2 separate regions of the Gossypium hirsutum genome follow, and region 1 is linked to region 2. Evidence: chromatin contacts called from public Hi-C data. All regions are on one chromosome and are shown on one strand. The core of a region is the stretch at or near the end of the contact, and the rest is flanking DNA. Distances in the headings are between cores, read along the strand shown.

The links. Hi-C and Micro-C count contacts between places; a contact is called where the count stands out from the background.
Region 1: a Hi-C map of leaf shows a contact between it and region 2, with 1.7 times the contacts expected there. The contact joins the enhancer-like site here to the promoter of LOC107887423 in region 2. A contact is called at or near these places in 3 of 34 Hi-C or Micro-C datasets (callus and leaf).

Annotation. Positions count from the first base shown.
Region 1 is chrA03:66,622,272-66,628,889 of Gossypium_hirsutum_v2.1, forward strand. No RefSeq gene overlaps it. Among protein-coding and RNA genes, the nearest start is that of LOC121219286, 22 kb to the left of the region's middle. Within about 2 kb of position 4,835, at least 4 of the 9 cell types and tissues checked have an H3K27ac peak or open chromatin away from gene starts, as enhancers often do. A contact at or near this core is called in leaf, where this site is marked.
Region 2 is chrA03:66,484,273-66,491,037 of Gossypium_hirsutum_v2.1, forward strand. LOC107887423 reads right to left here and starts at 5,377. Exons shown (of 3, transcript NM_001326742.1): 1 at 4,912-5,377; 2 at 4,226-4,753; 3 at 3,615-3,919. The coding sequence starts at 5,377. The coding sequence ends at 3,615. It also overlaps the pseudogene LOC107887930.

The DNA of each region.
Region 1 (6,618 bases), core at 3,585-6,084, 140 kb after region 2:
AATGAAGATACAGGTTAGCTAGTTTAAGCTACATCGATTTTAAAAGCATAAAATTTATGAAAAACAAACTTTATTTACTCACCATGCTAGAGGATCGAAAGCTTGAAGAAAAATGTCTATGACTCTCTAAGTTTCTTGTGGTTTTAAGTAGAAAAGAAAGAAAATGAAAGTGGATGATAATGGTTTTTGTTTTTCTTTTACTTTAATATTTTAATTCATAATTTAATTATAAATTTTAACTTATAAAATCACATAGTTAATGCACCCAATCATCCACTAAAGATTAATATGGCTAAAATTGCCATTTTAACCGTTGCACACTCATTAGTTAAACCATTCAACTAATAAAATTCAATACAAATTAACTTCTTTTTTTATGATTTTTATGATTTATTCCTTCTACTTTAATTAATTATCCAAAAATCAAAATTTTTGGACCAAGAACAATTCACCTATATAATAGATATTTACTAAGCTTGGTTTTACAGAAATGAGGTCTCGATACCTCATTTTTCCAAAACCACTTACTCAATTCACTTGTACTATAACTAATCGTTCTATTAGAAAATTTTACCATACTAGGAATCGCTATAATACCACATTAGACTTGAACCCACTCTTTAGATTTGTGGTCCTAAAATCACTATTTCCAACACCACTGAAAAATGGGTTGTTACATCAAGACCTTATAAACAATCATTTGAATACAAATTCATCTTCAAATCATGATCAAACCAATTCAATACAAAAAGGATTAATTGGAAAGCATGAAACACATTACATATTCCATGAAAACACCTCAATATTTTCAAGCTTTATAAAGGATACACTCAATCTATGCACATGCCATTCCAAACCTCAATTACATGAATTTCTTTACTATTTAATCTAGGTTCTTTAAATCTCATTCGGGGATGTGATACTTTATTGACATGGTCACTAGCTTTTCAAAAAAGTATTCCACCTACACATTTAAATCACTAACACATTAAGCTCGAAGAGCTTAATAAGTTCACTAAGATTTCTTAGTTTGTGTTATTCTATTTTAGTATTGAGTCTTATGTCACTAACGAATTGAACTTTATTAAAGCCACTTATTAATGGAACTTTGGTACTCTTAGCTTATAAGTTCATTCATTAAGGCCTGAGGCATCCAAGTATGGGAACACATATAGTGGTTGTCAATACATCAAATCTTTTATCACTCGTTAAACATTCATATAGTGATTGTCAATACATCAAATCTTTTACCACTCGTTAAACATTCATTTAGATTTCCTCTGTCTTAGCCCATCAAATTGGTCATTCCCATTTGTCATTTAGGTCTCATAGTTTCCATCACTTTTAATATTATTTAAACTCAGATTACCAATAAATCGTTAAGCATTCCATTGACAAGTTCCTATATAAGTAATATGTTAGTTAATCTCTTTTTTGTTCACATGTATTCAATAAATCATTCATTTCAAATTTAAACAAGTTATTTCATTCATGCTCATTTTATTACATAATAAATTTATTTTCTTTTTATTAACAATTACAAACACTTAACATATCACTTCAGTTCCAGTTATAGTAGGACTTTTTTTTAATAACTCTTATTAGCCAAGTTTTAAGTGCTTTAGTAAAATACACTCAAACATAAGAACAAGTTAACTTTACATATATTACACATAAAATGCATCCTTATACACTACACATAAAAGAGACACCCAATACAACTTTTGTGCTATTCTTAAAAAGCATCACATCACATCACATCATCGTTTAAATATGCATTATCGTTTCAAGTCGTGCATACATTAGTCTCTATTGACATATCAATTATATCTTAGCTATTTTACTAAGTTTATAAATACAATTCATTTTATCTACACTTTATATAAAATTCAATTTCACAATTGATCATATAGGCACTCTTATAAGAACATCAAGTTCACATATATAACCAAAATCACTTTTAAATGCTCAATAAACACCAATTCATTATCACTTCACAATTGATTCACAATTTCACTTTTCAACTAGGTGTATTACATCATGTATTTACTTTCACATAAATAATCAATAATCGTTTTCACTTGGCCAACATTTGACCAATCATTTTATATCACTCCACTTTTTCCACTTTATGATATTATAAGACATTATTTAACTTTCTATTAACTAGATTTCCACTTTTATCGTTGTTTCATTTCATTATATCAAATTTTTATGCCTTGACCTAATCAAATCATATTTTTATATTCATTTATCATATATTTAATTACTATTGAAATTAATTTATTAAATTATATCTATGTAAAATTAATTCGTTATTATTTAGAAGGTTTAGTGGAAAAGAAATTGATCAAAATATAAAAGTAAAAACAAAAGGAAAGAACAAAAATTTCATCACAAAGTTATGTCCCGCCATTTGTGGGTCTATATATATATATATATTTATAGATTTGGAGATATTTTAATTATCAATCCAATTGTGTTATATAATAACTAATTCTAGTTCTAATTATTATCTATTGTAATTGTGGTACTATTAACTTAAAATAAATTTATATATATACATTAATTTGAAAATTATATTATTTAAACATATTATTATAATAAAACATAATGCAATTTATAATTTAATTTAATAATGATTAAAATATTTTTAACTAATTAGAATTTTATTATTATTTTAATTAAAAATTATTGAATATAAAGATTAAAGATAATTAAAATAAATAGAATAATAATTAATAAAAGTTTTAATGTACACTTTAGTCCTTGAAGTATATCACTTTTCCCACTTTGGTTCTTAAAGTTTTTTAATGGCCCACTTCAATCCCTAACCTTGCCAGATGTTACCAATTTAGTCCCTAACTCTATTAGATATTCTTGATTTTATCCTTTAGACTTTCAAAAAAACCAACTAGGATATTCAACCAATCATATGCTACCATGTGTCATACAATGATATCAATGTGACATCATCGTTCAAAAAACCTTTAAAAATCTTTCAAAGAGAAATAAATTTACAAAAGAAATTTATTAAAATTATTAAAAACTAGAAAAAAAAGGTTAAAAAACCTTTTTAGTCCCTCTCAATTTCAAAATCGAACAAATTGGTCCCTCTCAAAAAAACTTAGCAATTTAGTCCCTTACAATTTCAAAATTGAGCAATTACAAATAATTAATCACGACATTAATGTTTTACATCAATTGTACATTATTTTGATTGGTATACTAATAAATTTAACCTTCAAAATTTACACATTATGTCAATTTGGTCTTAATTTAACAAATTTATCCCACAACTTTTGTGTAAATGTATAAATGTTGAGGTTGACATTGAATTTGTTGGATTTTGTAGAATTAAGGCCAAAATGACAAAATATATAAACATTGAAGGCTAAATTTATTATTATATCAATAAAATACATGCACAATTAATGGAAGACATTAACGTCATAATTAATTATGCTTAGCTGCTCACTTTCAAAATTGACAGGGATTAAATTGCTTCATTTTTTTAGAGGGACTAATTTGCTAAATTTGGAAATCAAGAGGGACTAGAGAAATTATTTTATCAAAAATATAAAATTAAAAAAATAAAAAAATACTTAATTCTTTTAAAAGATATTAAAAATTTTAATATTTTTAAAAATTTTAATATTTTTAAAAATTTTATAAATCACATTTAATAGAGCTTGAACATGAAACATTGTCTCTTCGAAATATATTAGCTACGATAATTAATCTTTTTAGGTGATCAATTAATTTTTTATTATTTAAATAATTTGAGAAAAAATTCTATCAATTATAAATTCCGACTGAATTATAAAACAATTATCGTAAGTGGTATCCTTCCAAGAGACGATTACATCATGTTCAAACTCTAATAAATGTTATTTATAAAATTTTAAAATATTAAAATATTAATATTTTTAAAGTTTCCAATATCTTTTTATTATTTTTTATATTTTTAATATTATTTAATTTTTAAATAATATTATTTAATTTTTTATAAACTTTTATTTTTTAAGATTTTTTAAGGATTTTCAAATGATATTGTGATAACACCATCATATGGCACATGGTAGCATATGATGGATTAAATGTCTCAAGATAATATTGATAACATTAAAGATGGGTTTGGATATGTAGTGTATTTATCTGTGGTTAGTGTAAAAATAACGGTACCGATGAGAATAGATACTGTAGTGTGAGACAAAAAACAAACTAAATATACCGCATCACACTCAATTATCTATCCAAACTCACCCTAAGTAATTTGGCTAAAAAACTTTAAGGATAAAATGGGAAGAGCGATATCCCTAAAATGTGCATTAAACCTTTCTTTTAAAAAAAATGTTTAATAAATAAACTAGTGTATAAATACATATATTTCAAAACTGCAAATGCCTCTATATTTATGACTTTCAGAAGGGAAAAGGACATAGTTGTTATGTTTTCCAGGTAAAAGCCAAAAGGACAATGTATCACTCGGGCTCCAACTGTTCAAACACCATCAATTATTGTAGTAGTAAAACAGTGGCAGGTAGAAATACTTTTGCAGTATATTTCGAGAATATTGATATCATCATGCATTTATGTGTTTGTGTATATTATATATTTATATAGAGAGAGATAAGGCTATTGGCTGATCATCATCAGCAAAATCAGCAGCAATTCTGGGATATTATCTCTGCCCAAAATCAAAGCTATCACTGAGCTTTCTTGTTTTCTTCTGCTAAGTTCTACCACTTTCGTCTCTGCGTTGTATCTGCAAGTGTGGTCCCTGCTTTTGCACGTGTATACACCAACTATTGCAATTTGCATGGATCCCTCTAAAGGCAGAAGAAAGAGGTTTCGGTGTGAACTGGCAATCAATGTTTTTAAACATTAAACATAGGATGCTTAGGGTTGCCCCCATTTCTTTTGTCTTGGTGTCGTGCTGTCCAACGCGTCGGCTAAATACCTAGTATATAGTAATATACATTACGATACCATTATGAATGAGATCGTTGTTCGGTATGATCTTTGTTCAACTTAATAACACTGAATTTATACATTACGTCACAGCATGATAATTTAGTAAATGTACAGGGATTTGTTTTACCCTCATATCTTCACTCAAGCGTCAGCAAAACCAATCCTTCATCACGTGATGATGGATGCCCATGTCCATAAATGCTTGGTCATGTGCATTTAAGCTTGACCATTAAATTTAAGGATATAACGCTCCATAAATGGACTAATTCAATGCGAAGTCTCAAAGAGTTTAAAAGCTCATTGCCTTCATAAAGGTCTAAATTTATGAAACAGGAGGGCGTGTGTTGGAACTAAGAAATTTGACAGAAACTTGAGCTAGAAGGTTCGATGTCTTGCTGAGGAAAACATTCAAAATCAGCTTAAGAACTTAAGTAAAAAAAAAACTTGAGAATGAAGAAGAATTTCTGAAAGATTTCATTACAAATGAATTGTGGCATAAAGCCGTTACATATACCAGTCAATAAGCTAGTCAAAATAAGAAAATGTCACGTAAACATTTACCTAACACACTAAGTAACCTAGTAAATTAATAAACATAACTTGCAGACATAGTAAAGCTGATTTATCAATCCATCAGCACCTAATTACATCAAATATGTTACCAATTTAGTTCAAATCTAACTAAGTAACCAAATATTTCCTTGAAGAACAAAATAAGCAGTATAGGCTCTAGCTGCAACATGCATGGCTCGGGCTATATGGTCTGCTCCTTGTGCTACTCCCTGTCCTACATGGAAGCCAACTTCAACACTCCTCATTGGCTTGCATGCTACAAACTCCCAACTTTGCCCTCAGATCTTTGAACCTTGACACAGAAAGAGGCTTTGTCAAGATGTCAGCTAATTGATCTTCAGAATTGCAATGAATCAGTTTAACTTCTTGAGATTGTTCCATTTCTCTAATAAAATGAAACTTTATCTTGAAATGCTTTGTTCTCCCATGGAACACTGGATTCTTTACAATTGCAACAGCAGATTGGTTATCACATTTGATCTCTATTACTTCCCTTTGGTGTAGATTCAAATCTGCCATGATTTTTCTTATCCAAATAGCTTGGTTAACAGCTCATGCAGCTGCCACATACTCTACCTCAGCTGTCAATTGAGCAACAACACTTTGCTTCTTTGAAATCCAACAAAAAATAGTTGAACCAAGGTAAACAGATACCCTGAAGTACTTTTCATATCATCTATCGATCCAGCCCAATCACTATCAGCATAACCAAGAAGCTTCATGCTATAAACCTTGGTGAACATGATTCCAAAACTCAGTGTACCTCTGATATACCTGAGAATTCTTTTAGCAACTTGAAAATGACTTGCATTGCAACAATGCATGAACCTAGATAGGAGACCTACAGCAAACATGATGTCTGGTCCTGTGGCTGTCAAATAGAGCAAACATCCCATCAAGCTTCTATAGGTTGATTCATTCACCTTTTCGAAATCACCTTGGCTTGATAGTTTTTCTCCGATAGCAACTGGTGTGTGACAGCCCTAATTTGACCCTACTCAGAAAGTGGTTTCGGGACCACAAAATCGAGTCACAAAAATAATTAAATGTTATATTATATGTCTATTA
Region 2 (6,765 bases), core at 4,127-6,626:
TTACATTTTTGCTCCTGAATTCTCTTTATTATTATGTAGTATGATGAATTGATATGGACCTTCACTATTGTTGCTTTGATTCCCATTTTATGCCGATCACTCTAACTCATTGCAAAGTTCTTAAGGCATAATTTTAGTCGTTCTACCTTGTACAGGTAGACCTTTATTCAGATAAACTATCTTCTGTATTACAGTGTTCTGGATTAGTTTTTTTTTAATTAATCTTGTGATCAGACTATTAATGTTCACTACAAGAAATTTAATTAAATTTGTTGGGTGATATTTCCTTATATGAAATGGCATAAAGTTCAGATGGATGGAAATTGTGTTATTATCTGAAAAGGCACAGTAAGGAGGATTATACACTCAACTTTTGCTAAAAGGGTTGGTGCTAATAAACAAAAAAACGTAATTCGTGAATGTTAATACTACTTATCCTTTTTTTCATTTTAACCAATTCTTTAGATGTATTCTCTCAAAAAAAAAAATCCCCAGATGTATATTACTTCAATTTGTTTTATGACATTCATTTTGATGTCACCTCAAACTTGGATGAAATGAAATGCTTGCGTCATCCATGTGCATGTGTAACCCCGAGGGTTTATTGAACAGGAAGTATTTGGAAGATCCTTGTGTGTGGGTAGAATCAAACACCACCACCCTGAGCATTCTATCATCACATGCTGAGATTGGATTTGGCTGGCTTCTACTTGTTTCCTTGTTCTCGTCAGTTGCTGATATCTTTTGTCTCTTTTTGGTTCATAGTTCCCTCTAAGCTTATACATTCCATGACCTCTAGCTTTTCTAATTTGCTGAAATTTTCTATTAAATTTTGTAGGTGGCAACGCAACATTGTACAAACTTTTATGTACTAGCAGGTCTGTAACACTACTTTTTACTTTTCATGTATTTACCTTTTTGTTTATTAATGATTCTTTGGATGGCAATGGCATGATAGGTGGGTTCAGTACCTAGTTTGGTTATTACCAAAAAACTAGTATTGGAGCACATGACTTATCAGTTAGATACTTATTGATCCTTTGGTCTTTGTTTATATATTAATGAATGTGTTCTGCTTGTGTTGTATGACTTTTATGCATCTTATTATTCAGGAATTAATTTTTTTGCCCTGTAAAAAGAAAAAGAGTTGAAATACTAGTTATTAGTTCTCTCTTTTTCCATTTTTAGTTTTAAATGATTTTGAATATAAAGTTTCTTGAACTTGTTTATATAATTTTCTTTGCATATAAAGATTGGTATTTGATGTTTCTTCTTGGATTGATCTTCAGATATGTCCTTTCCCTTCCTAGTGCTTCTGTCCCCATTTTTCTCTCTTGCATTGTTCCTATCAATGATATGTTCAACTTCATATAGATCATGGAGCTATTACTTCATTGATGCAAACAATGCTTTTAGTAATTTTGTGGGGAAAAATATTAAATACGAAATAGTTTTGTATAGAAAAATCTTTCTCAACATCGAATGCATTTCAAACTGTCTAAACCCTTTATGCTTTGCTTTTATCCATTGTCTGAGCTGTTGAAGCTTATGTACCATGCTCTTGTTAGCACTGGTTACCACCAAAGTGTGTGGGCAAAGATCGGGAGGACTATTAATCCACTTATCCTGTGTTATGCACCATTTTTGATAATCTTGTAATCTCGTAATCTCGTAATCTTCTTCTACACATTTTGGTAATTCCATGTTCCATTTGAGTTATTGATTACAATTGTGATTGTTTGCTGCAGGGTTTTGGTTTTGATTTTAAACCTTATGTCCACCCAATCTATTGACTAACCAAGATCAAGATCAAGTAAGGAGAGTTTAATTAGTTTTCCCCCTCCTATCATATTTCTTCTGAGATGAATTTAATGTTTTTTATGTGTGGGATATGTTTAGGTCAATTTCCAAAGGTAAAGTCATTGATTATATACATAAATTCTGATTACATGATTAATTACATGATCAATGACTTTTGCCGAAACAAATTCTGATTCTTGCTTTATGGTGGCATTATTAAAAATTTATCTTTCCATATCATAATTCAAAGAGATCAGATAGTGTGCTTTGACATATGTGGCTTTGAGGGTCGTATAGATTTCCTCACTGGCCTGATTTTTGCTTACAAGTGCATACTTTGGCTTTCTGCTCCGGCGTTTTGGATTCTTTGGTGGTTGAATTGAAAGCATCAAAGGACTTTTCTAAGTTATATGCAGGCAGTGCAATACTTTGGCTTCATCTAAGCTTGAACCAGCCCTCTGTTGCATATTGTTTCTTCTTCTTTTCAGATCTTTTTCCTTTGATTAATGAGAGGTGATGATGATTTGGCATTCTTTTCTTACTAGGATGAATTTTGTTTTAGAAATTGTAATACTTTGTAAGTGTGTTTGTGTTTTTTTTTTTATGTATTAAATTACATTTTGAATCAATGTTTATGTATTAAATTTAAATTCATTAATTTTTATATTTAGTTTTGAAGTTTAAATTTTAATAGAAAATTTAATTTAATTAATATTTTTTATTTATCCTTAAAAGTATATAGTTTAAAGTTCAAATTTAAAAATTAAACATAATATAATATTTATCATAGAAATAAATATTATTTAATTAAAATAAAATATTTTTTTAAAGGTCATGTTCTCTAGCAGCGTTTGTGAGAAAAGTGCCGCTAAAAGTCATGGTATTTAGCGTCGTTTTTGGGAAAAGCGCCGCTAGAAGTCATAGTCTTTAGCGGCATTTGCAAAAAAGTGCGCTAAAAGTCATGGTCTTTAGCAGCATTTTTTAAAATAAAATCCGCGAAATTTTGCAGCATTTACTATAGCGGCGTTTTTTGTGGCGCTTGTGAAAACGCCGATAAAGGCACAAAAAAAACGTTAATGGAAGGATATTCAACTGTTACCTACATGAATGCAATGGAGAAATTCTGTTTGCGTAATTTGTGCCTGAATTTTTGCAGTTGCATGAGAAGAAAGAGGATGTTTTTATTTTCATTCAGTTTCATGCTTTGTCTCACTTTGCCTCGTCATTATCATACGTTTTATCTCGAGTACTATATCATATATATTCATGGATCATGCCCCTTGTATGATTCTTTATTTAACAAAAAATATATATATATGTTTCTTATATTTTTCATGATTCTATCCTCAAACAACCTTATCCAACAACTATACAATCTTTGTAAATGGAAACATCAATTTATATTTGGATGCTTTCCATTCAGTTGTCTTTTTAAGTTCTGTTAATATAGATATTCACCGGTGGCTCATCTGGTTCTATAACCATTGGAAATATTAGTCTTCATAAAGAGAATAAATAAAAGGAAAATAATAGAAAAGGCGGCATGCTTATTTGAGACATTAACTACAATATATGTTTTTTAAAACTTTGTTTTCTAAATTTTTGGAAAAGGTCTCAGGATCCAGGAGATGAGAAGGGAGGACCTAACAACGGAAAAAAATGGTTGGGGGGGAGGGGGATATGACACTGTTACAGAGATTATATCCACTGTCACCCATCTGAAGAAAACAGATCTTCTCTCTTTACCTCGTTGTCCTCTCAGTTATCTTTGGAGCTCTTCCACATTAAGGTGGAAAACCTGTCTATTGGTGACTTCATGTGGCTCCTACTCCAAGAAAGTCAATGAATGGCGGTAGAATAGTCTCATAGTGGCTGTAGTTACTGCTTCCTGCCACGGATGATGAAGGTTCAATGGCTGAAACTTGAGGTGTTATTGATGCTGTGGAATCTGTGTTACTTTGGGAGCTGAGGAACTCTGACTGTTGCATTGTCATCATGTGTGAAGGGTGCAGCTGCTGATGTTGACGCTGGGGATAGTAGCCACGGACTTGGGTTTCATCGATGGGCCTATCCCAAAATCTGGTCTGGCTGAACATGCCCATCATGTCATTGCTAAGATCTACAGATGTTGAGAAACCAGCATATTAACAAAGACCAAACGTAATGAATAGATTGTATTGGATTTAAAGCAGCAAAAAGGTAGATGAAAACAGTTACATCAGTCAATGTCTATAAAGCAAAAGAACAAATGAACACAAAAATCATGACACATTTGGTTCAGCTGTTGAAAGAAAAGTGAATCACAGAAGAATTGTGGTAAGAAATTCGAGGTAGGTTTCCAAAAATGAAAACAATGACAAACAGCACAGAAACCAAAACACACCAAAACGTATCATAAAAGAAGCTTAAGAGGAGAATCACACACCAGGGAAGAAATCAAAAGGTGGCGGTTGTGCTTGTGCACAAAACCCATTACGATAAGGGGCCTCGCTGCTTAGGATTGCTTCTCTCTCACTGGTCATGTGGGGTGAAACATTTGACCCACCATTAACCCCACCTGCATCACCACCGTTGAAGATCCCAAACTGATAGTGGGAGATAATGCCTAGTCGTCTATCCGAAATATTGAGACAGTAGGGGGCTGGTTCTGCCTTTGTTCCTGCATCTCTGCAGACAATGTTCGGAGTTTCTTCCATCTTTCTATAAACAGATTGACTCAGCTTCCGCCTCCTGTAGGCACTCGATTGTTCTCTATACTTCCTAGCCATGATCACATGCCAATGGTTCTTCACTGCATTATCAGTTCTTCCAGGGAACAGCCTCGCTATCATTGCCCACTTGTTACCGTAAAGTCTATGAGCTTGCATTAGTCTCTCTTCTTCTTCTTCGGTAAAAGCTCTTCTATTGATCCTAGGGTCCAACTGATTAAACCATCTCAGCCTGCAGCTCTTACCTTCAAACCCGAGAGACAAGAATCAGAACAAATGAACCTTGGCTTATAAGCACATTGATTCTAACACTAAGAATGTCACTAAAAGAGAGAATGTTTTAATGAAACAAAGATAGATAACACACTTTTTCTTTTTCCACTGTTTTTGGCCACTATTTTACCTGATCTTCCTTCCAACTTCTCTGCAATAAGGTTCCAGTTCTGAGGGCCGTAAAGAGCAACAAGTTCCTTCAGCTTAGTATCTTCTGCAGGCCTCCAGTGGCCTCTGGCACAAAGCTTTGACTGTCCACTGTCTGTTTCCTTGCCACTTACCGCATTCTCATTGGGGTTCTCTTCATTTAAGTTGGGATTGAGATTAATTGGCATATTATTATCTCCAAACCCATCACTGTAATCAGAGCCCTTACCCTCCACAGCATCAGAGCAGTGGTTTTCCTCAAAGCTCCTTGTTTTGCTGTTTTCCATGAAACGAAAACCCGAAGAAGCTCTTTCATTTTCCCGTGAGGAAGAAACAACAATACCATAGTTTGGTGCAAGAGAAAGACAACCCATGTCTGGATAAACCATCCCCATGGATGAAGAAGAGGAAGAAGGAGTAGCTGAAGAGTGACAGCTGAGCCTATTCATGTTGTCTGGTGCATATAAAACACACTCTTGTTACCCATGCCTTCATTTTCCTCATCTGACAAATGCTGTTATACAACTGTTACAAAGTCATCTTCATGCGCACATAAATATTAAACAAAAGGGAATACTAAAAAGGGGAAGGGATGGCTTGCATTGCATAGACTGAAAACGAGAAGCAAGTTTGACAAATAGTGAGAGAACTGGGAAAAGTGAAGTCAAGCCAAAAAGATTAAAACATGGAAACAGGAAAAACAGCAATTAAGGCATGTGTGTAAGGGAAACCTACACGGCTGGGGTTAAGAAAGGGACTAAAAAAAGGAGTGCTTGAAGTAGTTAACCACCCTGACTGACCCTTCCCCCCCTAGTTTAACTAGTTTTGGTGCCGTGGTGCGAATCCATGCTCTCATCTTAAAAGTAAACATGAAGCATTCATTTTTTAACTTGATACAATTATAGGTTAAATAGTTTTAGGTAAGGGATCATTTTTTTTTCTCTTATTTGAAAATTAAATAAAAATTTAAAGTTGTATATAAATATTGTTTTTATTTTAAAACCTTTTAACATTTGAAATTATTTTTGAAAATCTATAAGCCTTTGCCCCATGTTAGTAGTTTTTTAAGGGGCTGAATTTTTTGACAGCCAACAAAGTTAGTCTTTTTTAAGTTTGTATTTTATTATAACATACTTAAATTATATAATTTTTCACATCATAAACTAAAAAAAAAAGTGAAAAGGAAAAAATAAATTATTGGATAATTTAGATCCTAACTTGATTCAAGTTCCTATCATAGTTACACTTAATAGATATAAGGTCAAAAACTCATTTTTTTAATGTAAAAAATTAATGAATTACTGATTGAGTGAATAACAAGTATTGAATTAACATATTTAATAATTTAAATTTATTTTCATTTGTTTAATGATTCGCACCATTAAAATTTGCACTCTATTTGTGACTTCTTTTTTTTCATAAATCCAACATCACTCACACGTGTGTTGAGTAAAGTTTTTTATTTTCTTTTTTTCTTTTAATCTCTTTCACTGTCTTGTAGGCATTAGGATTCTTAGTCTGTCCCTCTCTTTATCAACAAGATAGACCTGATAATGTGATGTGTGTGTAAGTAAGGTGTAGACACCCTTTCTTTGAGAGAGCGTGAGACAAAGCGGCCCCTGCCAAAGTTAAAGCTACAAAAAAACCTACCCCTATCAAACATCAATGAATAGAAGAAGAAGGAAAGAAAGTAAATTTAACTTGAGGAATGGGTTAAATCTGGGTTTCAGTTAACCACCTGAAGTTGACCCAACAACCATACCCCCCAACCAAGAATTTTTTACCAGATACATGTCTCTTCCTTTCCCAACTAATTATAACAGTACAAACAAAGCAT